2 separate regions of the Mus musculus genome follow, and region 1 is linked to region 2. Evidence: chromatin contacts called from public promoter capture Hi-C data. All regions are on one chromosome and are shown on one strand. Each heading gives the region's core, a stretch centred on a gene start, on an enhancer-like site or on the middle of the called end of the contact. The rest is flanking DNA. Distances are from core to core; before and after follow the strand shown. Region 1 has its middle 17 kb from the start of Gm41398. Region 2 holds the start of Ccdc65 (coiled-coil domain containing 65).

What was found. Promoter capture Hi-C pulls out the DNA fragments that hold promoters and counts their contacts.
Region 1: a promoter capture Hi-C map of the HPC-7 cell line shows a contact between it and region 2. The contact joins the enhancer-like site here to the promoter of Ccdc65 in region 2. A contact is called at or near these places in 10 of 39 promoter capture datasets (the C10 cell line, the HPC-7 cell line, cranial neural crest and 7 more) and 1 of 115 datasets of contacts at active chromatin or transcription factors (pancreatic cancer cells).

Annotation. Positions count from the first base shown.
Region 1 is chr15:99,003,753-99,010,395 of GRCm38.p6, forward strand. It overlaps the pseudogene Gm8973. Among named protein-coding and RNA genes, the nearest start is that of Gm41398, 17 kb to the right of the region's middle. Within about 2 kb of position 5,294, at least 91 of the 459 cell types and tissues checked have an H3K27ac peak or open chromatin away from gene starts, as enhancers often do. A contact at or near this core is called in the HPC-7 cell line, where this site is marked.
Region 2 is chr15:98,705,719-98,712,436 of GRCm38.p6, forward strand. Ccdc65 (coiled-coil domain containing 65) reads left to right here and starts at 2,476. Exons shown (of 8, transcript NM_153518.2): 1 at 2,476-2,818; 2 at 3,337-3,504. The coding sequence starts at 2,678.

The sequences.
Region 1 (6,643 bases), core at 4,044-6,543, 300 kb after region 2:
TATGTGTGCAATGCTAATGAAGGCCAGAAGAGGGCATCAGAATCCATGGAAGTAGAGTTACAGATAGCTGTGAGCCGAGCCACCAAGTGGGTGCTGGGGACCAAACCAAGGTCCTCTGGAAGAGCAGACAGCCTTTCAACCACTGAGCCATCTCTCCAGTCCTGTTTGTTTGGTTTTTGAGACAGGGTCTCACTATGTAGCCCTTACTGGCCTCACTGGAACTAAAGGTGTGCGCCATCACGGCTGGCTTCTTGTTGCTTTTCAAACACCATGAAATGGTTTGGCTAATCAACTCCAATCTTTCCAGCTACTTGGCCAAAATGGTATGGCTAGTCAGTCATAAAGGTGCATGCCTTTAATCTCAGCACTTAGGAGTCAGAGGCAGGAAGATCTCTATGAGTTCCAGGACAGCTTGGTCTACATAGCAAACTCCAGAACAGCTAGAACTACCTAAAAGGACCTTGCCTCAAAACAAAATGCAAAAGCAAAATGTTATAGCTCAGAATCACCCACCCTTTCCTGATCGCTCACTGCATTCTTCCTGGCCAGTGTCCTCCTGCGCCTTGGCAGCGACCAGGGGCTTCAGGATGTAAAGAACCTGATATGGATCCTGGGACTGACCTGATAGCTCTGGCCTCAGCTCTGAAATCGGTCAGCTTGAACCACAAATCTCCTGGGCTTCCCTTGCAAGTTGGTCGCCAAGACAGCTCCACTCCTCGCATGACAGACTGGTTCCCGTGGGATGACCTCCCATCTTATCCCAGGCGTTCATCTCAATTCGTAGGTCCTTTCCCTCCATCTTGGTCCTCCAAGAACTCTCTGAACTTTGGTTTGCTGGGCAGCTGAGAATATCTGTCTCCATGACGACACGCTAGGATGTTTAAATGAAATGAACAGTAAAAACTTTGTCTTACGTCTGGAAGATGGAGGCCAAGCCCTGGCCTTGTTGATGACGCCTTCCCTACTCCCTCAAGCGATGTGGTCCAGTGTTCTGCCTTCGCTGCTGCCGTGCCTTCTTACATTCACCTACCTCCATGGAGTTATTTTGAACGTTTGAGCCAATCAGCACCCTCTGTAAGTGGGGCGGGGTTAGAAGGTCTGGAGCCTTGGCACCTGCGCAGAGTGTGCATAACGCCTCTCCCTACGTTTATCAATGGTGTTGCCTACTGGAACATGGCTGATCCTGAGTGCCTCCGGGTCTGTGTCAGTCAATGCTTCCCATGGTTTTCTTTGCCAAGTCCCCAAGCCCAGGTGGGTGAAATTGACCAGCTCTACTGTTAGCAACATTAGCTCTCTCCTGAGGGACTCAGGGAAGATGCTCACAGCTAAGAAAATGGAGTGGGGAATGTAGCAATGAATGTAGTAATGGGTGAACCGTCAGGAAACTGGACTGTGAGCCTGTTTTTGTTTGTTTGTTTGTTTTTTAATCTTTTTGTTGGTTTGTGTTTTGAGATAGACTCATTCTCAACTCAGACAGGTCTAGAACTTACTTGATAGCTCAGGCTAGCTTCAAACTCAGAACACTACTCCAGAGCGAGGGCTCAGACTCCCGAGCCACCACATGTGGCAGTAGAAAACTAAACACAGGGCAGAAGAGATGGCTTTGTGGTTGTGTGCTTGTGGTTAAGGGTCTCACAGTTCTTCCAAAGTTCCAAGTACCCACTTTTGGTGATGGCTCAAAACCACCATAACTTCTTCTCTGAGGGGATAGGTAGCCCCTTTCCGGCTTCAGCTGGCACCTACATTCCAGAGGATATATTCACACAGACACACTTAATTAAATAATGCTTAGGGCCAGATGGTATTGGTGCAAGCCTTTAACCTCAGGACTCGGGAGGCAGAGGCAGGAGGATCTCTTGAGTTCATGGCCAGGGTGGTCTACAGAGTGAATTAGGACAGTCAGGGCTACACAGAGAAACTGTGTCTTGAAAAATCAGAAAATAGCCGGGGCGTGGTGGCGCATGCCTTTAATCCCAGCACTTGGGAGGCAGAGGCAGGCAGATTTCTGAGTTTGAGGCCAGCCTGATCTACAGAGTGAGTTCCAGGACAGCCAGGGCTATACAGAGAAACTCTGTCTCAAAAAACAAAACAAAACAAAACAAAAAACAAAAAACAAAAACAAAAAAACCCAACCCCCCCAAAAAAAAACAAAAAAGAAAAACCAGAAAATAAAGAATATGTAATTTAAATGCTATGCGATTGAAAAGTGATGGAATTAAGCTGCACAAGCCACCAGGAGGTTCACCTGGGTCTCCTGGTCTTTGAGGCCTGAGGTAGAAATGCAAAATTGGAGAGCAGCAGCCATGGCTCTGCGTTACCCCATGGCTGTGGGCCTCAACAAGGGCCACAAGGTGACAAAAAACGTCAGCAAGCCGAGACACAGCTGGCACCGGGGGCGCCTCACCAAGCACACCAAGTCGATGCGGGACATGATCCGGGAGGTGTGCGGCTTCGCGCCCTACGAGCCGCGAGCCATGGAGTTGCTCAAAGTGTCCAAGGACAAGCGCGCACTCAAGTTCATTAAGAAGAGGGTGGGCACGCACATCCGCGCCAAGAGAAAGCGGGAGGAGCTGAGCAACGGGCTGGCAGCCATGAGGAAGGCGGCAGTCAAGAATTGATGAACCCGGGGCTGGTGAGATGGCTCAGGGGTTAAGAGCACCGACTGCTCTTCCAAAGGTCCTGAGTTCAAATCCCAGCAACCATATGGTGGCTCACAACCATCCGTAACGAAATTGGATGCCTCTTCTGGAGTGTCTAAGACAGCTACAGTATACTTACATATAATAAATAAATTAAAAAAAAAAGAATTGATGAACCCTCCCCCAATAAAAGATGATTCCTACAAAAATAAATAAATAAATAAATAAAGCAAAAATTTTCGTTTTCCTTCCTTCCTTCCTTCCTTTCTTTCTTTTTTTTTTTTTTCCCTGTCTCTTTTTTTTCTGGAAGCTGGCTTGACCCCAAGTATACTTTTCTGCTACTTTGGCCTCCTTTCCTCCCTCCCTCCTTGACCGTGTGACCACTTGCCCGCCATGTCTGCTGACCTCCTTGCTGGCTTGATCTCCTCCTCTCATTGCTCTGTTCTGTTTTCCTATTTGTGTACTTTGTTGTTGCTGTTGTTCACCCATGGACCAGACTGGCCTTGACCTCACAGAGTTGCCCCTGCCTCTGTCGCTTCAGTTCTGGGATTAAAGATGGATGCCCCCACGCCAGCTCTATTCTTGTCCTCAGGAAAGCTGCTGATGTCGACAGTTTTCTTGCTGTGAGTTTACCTTTTCCTTTACTTTTGGTTCCTTTTTTCTTTTTTTTTTAAGATTTATTTTATTAATATATGTAAGTACACTGTAGCTGTCTTCAGACACTCCAGAAGAGGGAGTCAGATCTTGTTGCGGGTGGTTGCTGGGATTTGAACTCTGGACCTTCGGAAGAGCAGTCGGGTGCTTTTACCCACTGAGCCATCTCACCAGCCCCTGGTTCCTTTTTTCAAGCAGGGCTTCTCTGTGCAGCCCTGGCTGTCCTGGGATACGCTCTGTAGACCAGGCTGGCCTCAAACTCAGAAATCCGCCTGCCTCTGCCTCCCAAGTGCTGGGATTAAAGGCGTGTGCCACCATGCCCAGCTTAATTATGTATATTGTGTGGGTACAGGTGCTCTTGGAGGCCAGAGGCAGATCTGCCTGAAACTGGAAGAGCACAAGGGTATCTGCTACCTAACAGGGTTGCTGGGAACTGCATTCAGGTACTATGAAAGAGCAGTAAGTGCTAACAACTGTTGAGCCAACTCCCCAGCTCCTAAAAATAAGTCTTTAAAAATAAAATTGAGGGTGGGGGGTTGGAGAGATGGCCCAGCTGTCAAGAGCACTGACTGCTCTTCCAGAGGTCCTGAGTTCAATTCCCAGCAACCACATGGTGGCTCACAACCATCTGCAATGGGATCCAATGCCCTCTTCTGGTGTGTATCTGAAGATAGCTACAGTGTACTCACATATATAAAATATAAAAGTGGGTGGGGTAGCAGCATGGGCCTTTAATCCCAGCACTCGGGAGGCAGAAGCAGGCAGATGATTCTGAAGACCAGGTCAGCCTGGTCTTCATAGCAAGTTCTAGTCCAGCCAGGGATACATAGTGAGACTCTGTAATAATAAAATTAAATTGAAATTAAAAAAGAAGCCAGGCACAGTGACTCATGCCTATAATTCTATCACTTAGGAAGCTGAGGCAGGGGGCTGGAGAGATGGCTCAACAGTTAAGAGCATTGGCTGATCTTCCAGAGGTCCTGAGTTCAATTCCCAACAACCACATGGTGTCTCACAGCCACCCATAATGAGATCTGATGCACTTTTCTGGTGTGTGTCTGAAGACAGCTACAGTGTACTCGTGTAAATAAAAATAAATAAATAATATTTTTAAAAAAGGAAGCTGAGGCAGGAGAATTGCCACAACTTTGAGGTCATACTAGATGACATAGCGTATTCTAAGTCAGTCTGGACGACAGAGACTTTATCTAACCAAAACACAAACAAACAAAAGAAAACAAAGCACTGAATGCAGTTGACACCTGCAATCCCAAAACTTGTGAGGTAGAGTCAGGAAGATCAAAAGTTTAAAGTCATTTTGGGCTACATAGTAACCGCCAGAATTGGCTCCATGAAACCCTGTCTGAAAACAAACAAATGTATGTGTGTGTGTGTGTGTGTGTGTGTGTGTGTGTGTGTGTACATGTGCACACGTGTGCCAGTGTATGTTTTATTCTGAGGAAACTAGTTTTGCATTTCAAATTGTGAACCCTAAAGGAGATAGCTAATGTCTTTCTTTTATGTTTCCCTCGTATTAACTCCGTATAAATGGGTTTTTTGTTGTTGTTGTTTTGTTTTGTTTTTTGTTTTTTCGAGACAGGGCTGTAGTCCTGGCTGTCTTGGAACTCACTTTGTAGACCAGGCTGGCCTCGAACTCAGAAATCTGCCTGCCTCTGCCTCTGCCTCCCGAGTGCTGGGATTAAAGTAGTGCGCCACCACGCCCGGCTTCGTATAGAAGTCTTGAGTTGAAGCAAGCAGTTTGTTGACCTTGAGTAGAACTGAGCTTCTCTTCTGTCGCGCCTCCGGAGCCTCTGTTGGAGCACAGCTGCAGAAGCGAAGCAGGGCTCTTCAGGGCTCTTCAGGGCTCTTGACACCTCACCCTCTCTCAGCCCCAGCTGTGGCCACAGAGAAGCCGTAACCAGGATGTTTTTTCCTCTCTGCTTTTCTGGACTTCTCTGATTTGCTGACTTGAAAGACTTTATGACTAGAACAAGCCACACCCACAGGAGCTGCCTACCACTCTCTTCCTGATACCTAAACCCTTCTCTGCAACACTCTTCAGAGCTTCCTATAAAAGGCTCAGCAACTGAACTCAGAATTCAGATATTTGTGCTTGGCAACAAGCAAGGGAAAATTCTTTAGAGATGACCTTTCCCTCGACCTTCAGCTTGTTCTATAATAGGGCTTTGAGAGTTTGTGACTATTCTCTGAAAAGTATAAAGAAGATTGATGTTTTGTTTTTGTAAGATTTATTTATTTTATGTATGTGAGTACACTGTAGCTATCTTCAGACACACCAGAGGAGGGCACCAGACCCCATTACAGATGTTTGTGAGCCACCATGTGGTTGCTGGGAATTGCACTCAGGACCTCTGGAAGAGCAGTCAGTGCTCTTAACCGCTGAGCCATCTCTCCAGCCTTAGATTGAAGTGTTAAGATCCCAGAGATAAGCGATTTTGGTGGAAAGATCACTTGAGGCAGGAGTTCAGGAACTGAGCTGCATAGATCAGTCATCCATCAAACAAACAAACAATATCACAGATCCCTGAGCCAGATGTTCCGTGTAATCCTACCTACTTGGGCTGCTGAGGCAAGAGGTTCACACGTTCAAGGCCTACCTGGGTTATCAGTAAGTGTATATTCAGTCAGGACAGCTTGTTGAGAACCTGTTTCAAAATAAAAAGTTAAGGGCTGGAGAGATGGCTCAGTAGTTAAGAGCACTGACTGCTCTTCAAGAGGTCTTGAGTTCAATTCCCAGCAACCACATGGTGGCTCACAAGCATCTGTAATGGGATCTGGTGCCCCCTTCTGGTGTGTCTGAAGACAGCTACAGTGTACTCATATGAATAAAAAAAAAAGTTAAGGGCTAGAGAGAGATGGCTCAGTGGTTAAGAGCACTGACTGCTCTTCCGAAGGTCCTGAGTTCAAATCCCAGCAATCACATGGTGACTCACAACCATCTGTAATGAGAGCTGACACCACCTTCTTCTGGTGTGTCTGAAGACAGCTACAGTGTACTTATACATAATAATAAATAAATCTTTAAAAATAAATAGAAGTGAAAAAAGAGTTTGCTAGCAAATGTCTTTAGTCCCAGCACTTGGCAGAGGCAGGCAGATCTCTGTCGGAGAGATGGCTGCTGGGGGTAAAGGTGCTTACTTGCTATGGAGCCTGCTTGAGTCTTAAGATCCTCGTGGTGGAAGGAGAGAACTGACTCCTGCAAGTTGTCCTGTGACTGTCACACTCAAGTCATGAACACACACCACACACCCAAATAAATACACAAATGTTTAAAAAGCAGAAAGGCCAGGGACAGAATGGCTTAGCGGTAGAAGGCTTACCCAGCATGC
Region 2 (6,718 bases), core at 1,226-3,725:
TGTCTTCAGACACACCAGAAGAGGGCATCAGATCCCATTACAGATGGTTGGTTGTGAGCCACCATGTGGTTGCTGGGAATTGAACTCAGGACCTCTGGAAGAGCAGTCAGTGCTCTTAACCACTGAGCCATCTCTCCAGCCCAAGCACTTACTGCTTACAGTCTAGAGACCAAGAAGTCTACTAATACAGAGCTGAGAGATCTGGAATCTGTAAAGGAAACCCCTGGAAGGCTGTCTTCTGGTATATTCAAAGACCCCAAGAGACAGCACTTGTCTCTGTCTTCTTCTTCTTCTTCTTGAATTTAGTTGTTGTTGTTTTGTCTACATATATGTCCGTGTACCACAAACATGCCTGGGACCTGAGGAGGCCTGAAGAAGAAGTGAGATGATTGTTAGCAGTCCTGTGGGTGCCAAGAATTGATCCTGGGTACTCCAGAAGACCAGCCAGTGCTTGCTCATAAGTACTGAGCTATCTCCCAGTCCAGCCTCTTTCTCTTCTAAGGACACTGATCCAATCCAGGGAGTGCACTTTCATGGTAGTCCAAACTTCATCACTTCCCAAGGGTTCTACCTCTACTCTTTTCAAGACAGGGTCTCTCTGTGTATCTCTAGCTATCCTGAAACTCACTCTGTAGACCAGACTGTCCTCGAACTCAGAAATCCACCTGCCTCTGTCTCTTGAGGGCTGGGATTAAAGGGATGTGTCACAAACACCCAAGTACCTGTTAGTAGACGTTGGGGTTGCAACAGTTCCCTACTTTTTTGCCTTTGTAGCTTTGTTTTCCTAAATGTCTCATATAACATTCACAATAATACTGTCACCGCCAGCAGGGACTACAGCTCAGTGATGTGATCAGAGCAGCCTAAGGAGGCTCCGGGGAAGCTATGGGGACTTCTTCTAACTCAGGTCCTCTTGGCTATGTCTACCACAGAAAAGAATTCCAGGATGAGTCAGAGTGAGGAAAAGCTGGCTTACTGATGAGACAGAAAAACAGACAGACAGACAGACAGACAGAGACACAAGAGAGAGACAGAAGACTGAAGAGCAGGCATGAGAAGGGCACAGCTGGCTGCCTGGAGGTCACAGTGTGTGATTGGGGGCTTCGATGCTGCTTCAGGTGCAGATATTCCTAGGAGGGAGTGTGCACTGGTGTACATCTTTTTGTTAGCCACAGATTTTGCCCTTGAAAAGTAGGGTTAAAAAAAAATTTTTTTTAAGGAGCTGAAGAGGGCTGGTGAGATGGCTCAGTGGGTAAGAGCACCTGACTGCTCTTCCGAAGGTCCGGAGTTCAAATCCCAGCAACCACATGGTGGCTCACAACCTCCCTCATCTGGAGTGTCTGAAGACAGCTACAGTGTACTTACATATAAATAAATAAATCTTTTTTAAAAAAGGAGCTGAAAAGATGGCTCAGCGGTTAAGAACACTGGCTGCTCTTCCATAGATCTTGAGTTCAATTCCCATCAACTCACAACCATCTGTCATGGGGTCTGATGCCTTCTTCAGGCAAGCAGGTATACATGCAAATGAAGCACTCACACATTTAGAGAGAGAGAGAGAGAGAGAGAGAGAGAGAGAGAGAGAGAAACAAATTTAAGCTGGAAGTGATGACTCCTACATTTGATCCAAGCACTGGGGGTGGGGGATGTGGGGCGAGGCAGAAGTAGATGGATTTCTATCTATACAGTGAGTTTCTGGCCATCCAGGGCTACACTGAAACACTGTCTTAATTTTTTAGTAAGATTTATTTATGTGTATTTGCGTTTCTCTTGCATGTATATGTGTGGACCATGTGTCTACCCCATGTCCACAGAGGTCAGATGAGGGAGTCAGATCCCCTGGGACTGGAGTTATGAACAGTCATGAGCTGCCCATGTGGGTGCTAGGAACCAAACCCAGGTCTTCTGCAAGAGTGGCAAGTGCTCTTTGCCTCTGAGCCATCTCTCTATCACTAAGGAGACAATTTACAAAATATTTTTAAATATTTTATGTGTATGTGTGTTTGTGCACGTTAATGCAGCGTCCACCGAGGCCAGAAAGGCGTGTTTTGATCTCCTGAAACTGGGGTTCCAGGTGCTTGTGATCTCAGACCATTGGGCTTGGCAGTACCTCCCTTACCCAGTGAACCATCTCATTATTTGTATGTATGTGTAAGTGGTTTTGACCTGTTCTACGAAATCCGATGCTGTCTTCTGACCTCTGCAGGCACCAGGCATGCGCACGGTGCTCAGACACACACGTGGACAAACCAGGCATACACCAAATTAAAAAGTAAAATGGAAAAACTATTTGAAGACATTTATTATTTTTTTAAGAGAGACTAGGGTTCTTGATTTAAAAAAAAAAAAAAAAAAAAAAAAAGCCTACTTAAAAGAACTGACTGCGGTCCTCCGGCATGCAGGGGGCGCTGAAGTAATGCTGCCTCCCTATTTCTCACCCCGCGGTCTTAGCGAAGGTCCTTGTTGCTAGGAGACAAGATGCGTCTTTCTGTTCTCCAGCTGGGAGTCGGGTGTCGCCTGAGCACTCTTGGCGTGGAGGACAGAGGTCTAAGGCCCCATTACCTTAGCTCCAGAAGGTCCCTCCCTGTCTATGGGAAGTTTTTCTTTCTAATTCCTCACAAGTGGCTCGTAGCAGCAGGCAGAGGCTCCTTGCCCGGACCCAGTCCGCAGCCCAGCCATGTCTAAAAAAGGAAAAAAGCCCAAGTTGCCCAAGGCACCCCTGTCCGAGGAAGATCAGCTGCTTATATTTCAGCAAAAGATGCTGGCTGACGAAGAGGCAGCCAAGAAGAAAGAGAGACTCCTCACCCAGTTCTTGAAGGTGATGCTCGTCTGCAGTGTGTCCTGCCCAAACCCCCAAACCCCCAAACCCACCGCCCATGCACTGGTACCGTTGCCTGGGGTCGCGTCCTTGTGGCAGGCTCATTTTCATCCTTTCCTATCCCTCTGAAGTCCTTGGTCCCAAAATACATGGGCTTCAGACAACATTGGTTTTTGCCTAGGGCATTCTCTGTGAAACATGGGGGAGGGGAGAATTGAGTTTGGCAGTATCAACCGAGCCCCCAGAATTAGGACAGTGGATGCTGTCAGGTGTCCAAATTCAGCTGTCTTGAATTCTGAGGTTGGGTCTGGAGTGGGGTCGTTAGAAACTCTTCTCTGATGCTTCACCCTGAAGGGAACCCATTCATTGGAAACCACAAACAGGAGCCCCCGAGTGTTGGCTGCCAAGGGCTTTGTTTGTGAGAATACACGGGGACTGGTATTTTTCAGCGTGGTATCGATAGCACCGAGGTGGACCTTTCGCCTTGGCTGAAACGCATGTGATTACTCCTCCCTCAGGACAAGTTGGCCAAAGAAGAACACAACAGCGCTCTAAACCTTAATAAGATTAACACGCAGTGGAGAACCATCCTCAGGGAGGTGAAGACCAGAGAGCTTCACCAAGACATCGAGATCCTCAGCCAGACCTTTGAACGCGTGGTGGACTGTAAGGACAGCGTCATCAAGGTATGCACCCTCTCGGGCGTGGTGGCGCACACCTTTAATCCCAGTACTCGAGAGGCAGAGGCAGGTGGATTTCTGAGTTCAAGGCCAGCCTGGTCTACAGAGTGAGTTCCAGGACAGCCAGGGCTACACAGAGAAACCCTGTCTCAAAAAGACCCCCCCCCAAAAAAAAAAAGAAAGAAAGAAAGAAAGAAAGAAAGAAAGAAAGAAAGAAAAAAGAAAAGGGAAAGGGAAAAGGGAAAAAAGAAGGAAAAGGAAAAGGAAAAAGGGAAAAAAAAAAAAGTATGCACTCTCTCCAGAGAGCAGGCGGGGATGGCTTCCAGACCTTCCTAGGTAGAATGGGCCTAGTGAATTATTTATTATTTATTGTTGTTATTGCTGCTGCTGTTACTATTATTATTAATTATTATTTTGAGACAAAGTCATGTATCCTATTATTGTTATTACTATTATTATTACTTTTGAGACAAAGCCATGCTTTCCTATAATGGCCTCAGACTCACACGTAACAGGATAGATAACCGTGAACTCCCCACCCTCCTACCCCAACTTCCCAACTGCTGGAGTGGCAGGTGTGAGCTACACAGCTGGATCTACCTAATCAGCCTTCAAGCCTTCACCAGGCACAGGCTGTGACAAACGTGGCCTATTGGTTCTAATCACTGTCACTGAGATGAGAAAGGAATTTCTGAGCTGTAACTCTTCTCCCCTACCTTAGAGGCTCTGAATCCTATGGGGCAGCCAGCATCACCAGCAACTTGAACTCAGGCCCACGCCTTTATTTCAGTATCCGAAGGCTCAGTTCCAGAGAAGGAAGCTGACCTATCCAGGGTTGTCCAGTTCCAGGCAGAAGCCGAGAGGACTCTCGTGTGGATATTTTGTTCTTTCTGAAGGGTCTCACTCTGTAACTCTGGCTGTCCTGAAACTTGCTATGTAGCCAAGGCTGGCCTCAAACTCACAGAGATCCACCTGCCTGTGTAGGTGCTTTGGCCTAGTCCACTGCCTCATTCAAACAGTTTGGCCTCCTTGATTTAACATCAGAGGCTCTGGACAAGGTCGGGAAGCCCTCCCTCACAGAGGTAAGAGCAACTCTGGATTTCCAAACCATTCAATCAGCCATCTTAACGCTCTTTTGGAGAGAGACAGGAGACTGAAACAGACTTGTGTAGCCCAGATGGCTGTAATTAGCAATCTTCCTATTTCTGCCTCCCAGAAACTGGGATTATTGGAGGTGCCATCAGCCCGGATCTGCATATGCTCTTAAGAAATTCCTGAATCACTCTCATCTTTTAAGGGATTTTGATGCATCCATTTCTTAAAACCTATGGGTATGGGGGCTGGAGGGATGGCTCAGAGGTTACCGGTAACCACACGGTGGCTCACAACCATCTAGAATGAGATCTGGCGCCCCCTTCTGGCCGGCAGACACATGCAGGCAGAATGCTGTATAAATGATAAATCTTTAAAATCCTGTGTGTATGGTATGTGTGGGGGCGGTACATGCCCGTGGAGGTCAGAGAGAACCTTGTGGCATCAGTTCTTTCCTTCTACCTCCCTAGGTTTAACTGCTTCCTTGGCTCGGCGTGTCTCCACCTCCCACTTTTAAAGTTCCTGTGGTTTAAGCAGAAATAAAGCCTGTGTATGGGCCTTCTATTCTCTGTATTCCCTGTACAGCCTGGCTTTGGGATTGGTGACCTTGATGGCCACCTTGCTGCCCTTCCCAGAGAAGCCTTGGGAATCTGGGGGGCTGTGGGGGGACATCGATGAGGTTTGTCAGGTGAGGGTGGCACGTCCAGCCCCTTGATGCTGGGGACCAGAGGTTTACAGAGTCCCTGGGCAGCACACGCTTGCTTTGCTTGTCGGTCTCATGACCAGTGCTGAGCCTCAGCATCTTCTCCGAAACCTACTGATGGCCCCGAATTTCTGTTTAGTCCTGACATATGGCCGGACTTATGCCGGAGGAAATTCTTGGCCCCCCTTTTCATTATCTCAGGCTTCACTAAAGATCTGAGTGGAGCCACAATCCATGCAGGCGGCCAACTTGAAGGTGGCACCAAGGAGTTTGGGGGCGGGGGGAGGCGGGGTTACAGCTGCTTTTATTTGTTTTTCTTTTTCTTTCTTTGGGTGTTTTGTTTTGTTTTGTTTTGTTTGTTTTTTGGTGTTTTGTTTTGTTTGAGATAGGACCCTTGCTGGCTTGGAACTGGCTGTGTAGATCAGGCTAGTCTCAAACTTAGAGAGATCTACTTGAGAGGTCTACTGTCTCCTGAGTGCCAGAATTAAAGACATGCGCCATCATCAGTCCCAGTTTGTCCCTGTTTCAACCCTACCTTTTACAGACTACCTGTTCACTGACTCCTCTTAATCTTTTCTTCTCTCTTTCTTTTTCTAAAGATATCTTTTACTTATTTTATGTATATGAGTACACTACAGCTCTACTGATGGATGTGAGCCATCATGTGTTTGCTGGGAATGAAGGTTGCTCACTCTGGTTCGCTCTGGCCTAAAGATTTATTTATTATTATACCTAAGTACACTGTAACTGTCTTCAGACATACCAGAAAAGAGCATCAGATCTCATTATGGATGGTTGTGAGCCACCATGTGATTGCTGGGATTCAAACTCAGGACCTTCAGAAGAGCAGTCAGTGCTCTTAACCACTGAGCCATCTCTCTAGCCCCCTAATATTTTCTTCTCGAACAAAACTTCACAGTGACAGCAGATATTCACTGTACATCTTTCCTTCTGCCTAAGCCTTGCAGGGGTGAGGAGTCAGTAGGCCCAGGGCTGCTTCACACTGCTGGTTTTTGTGTTTTCTTTTTAAAAAGTTATTTATTTTTATTTTATGTGCATTGGTGTTTTGCCTGCATGTGTGTCTGTGTGAGGGTGTCAGGTTCCCTGGAACTGGAGTTACAGACAATTGTGAGCTGCCATGCAGTTACTGGGAATCAAGCCCAGGTCCTCTGGAAGAGCAGTCAGTGTTCTCAACCTCTGAGCCATCTTTCCAGCTGTCTTAGTCAGGGTTTCTATTCCTGCACAAAAGCATGACCAAGAAGCAAGATGGGGAGGAAAGGATTTATTTGGCTTACACTTTCACACTGCTGTTCATCACCAAAGGAAGTCAGGACTGGAACTCAAGCAGGTCAGGAAGCAGGAGCTGATGCAGAGGCCATGGAGGGATGTTCTTTACTGGCTTGCCTCACCTGGCTTGCTCAACCT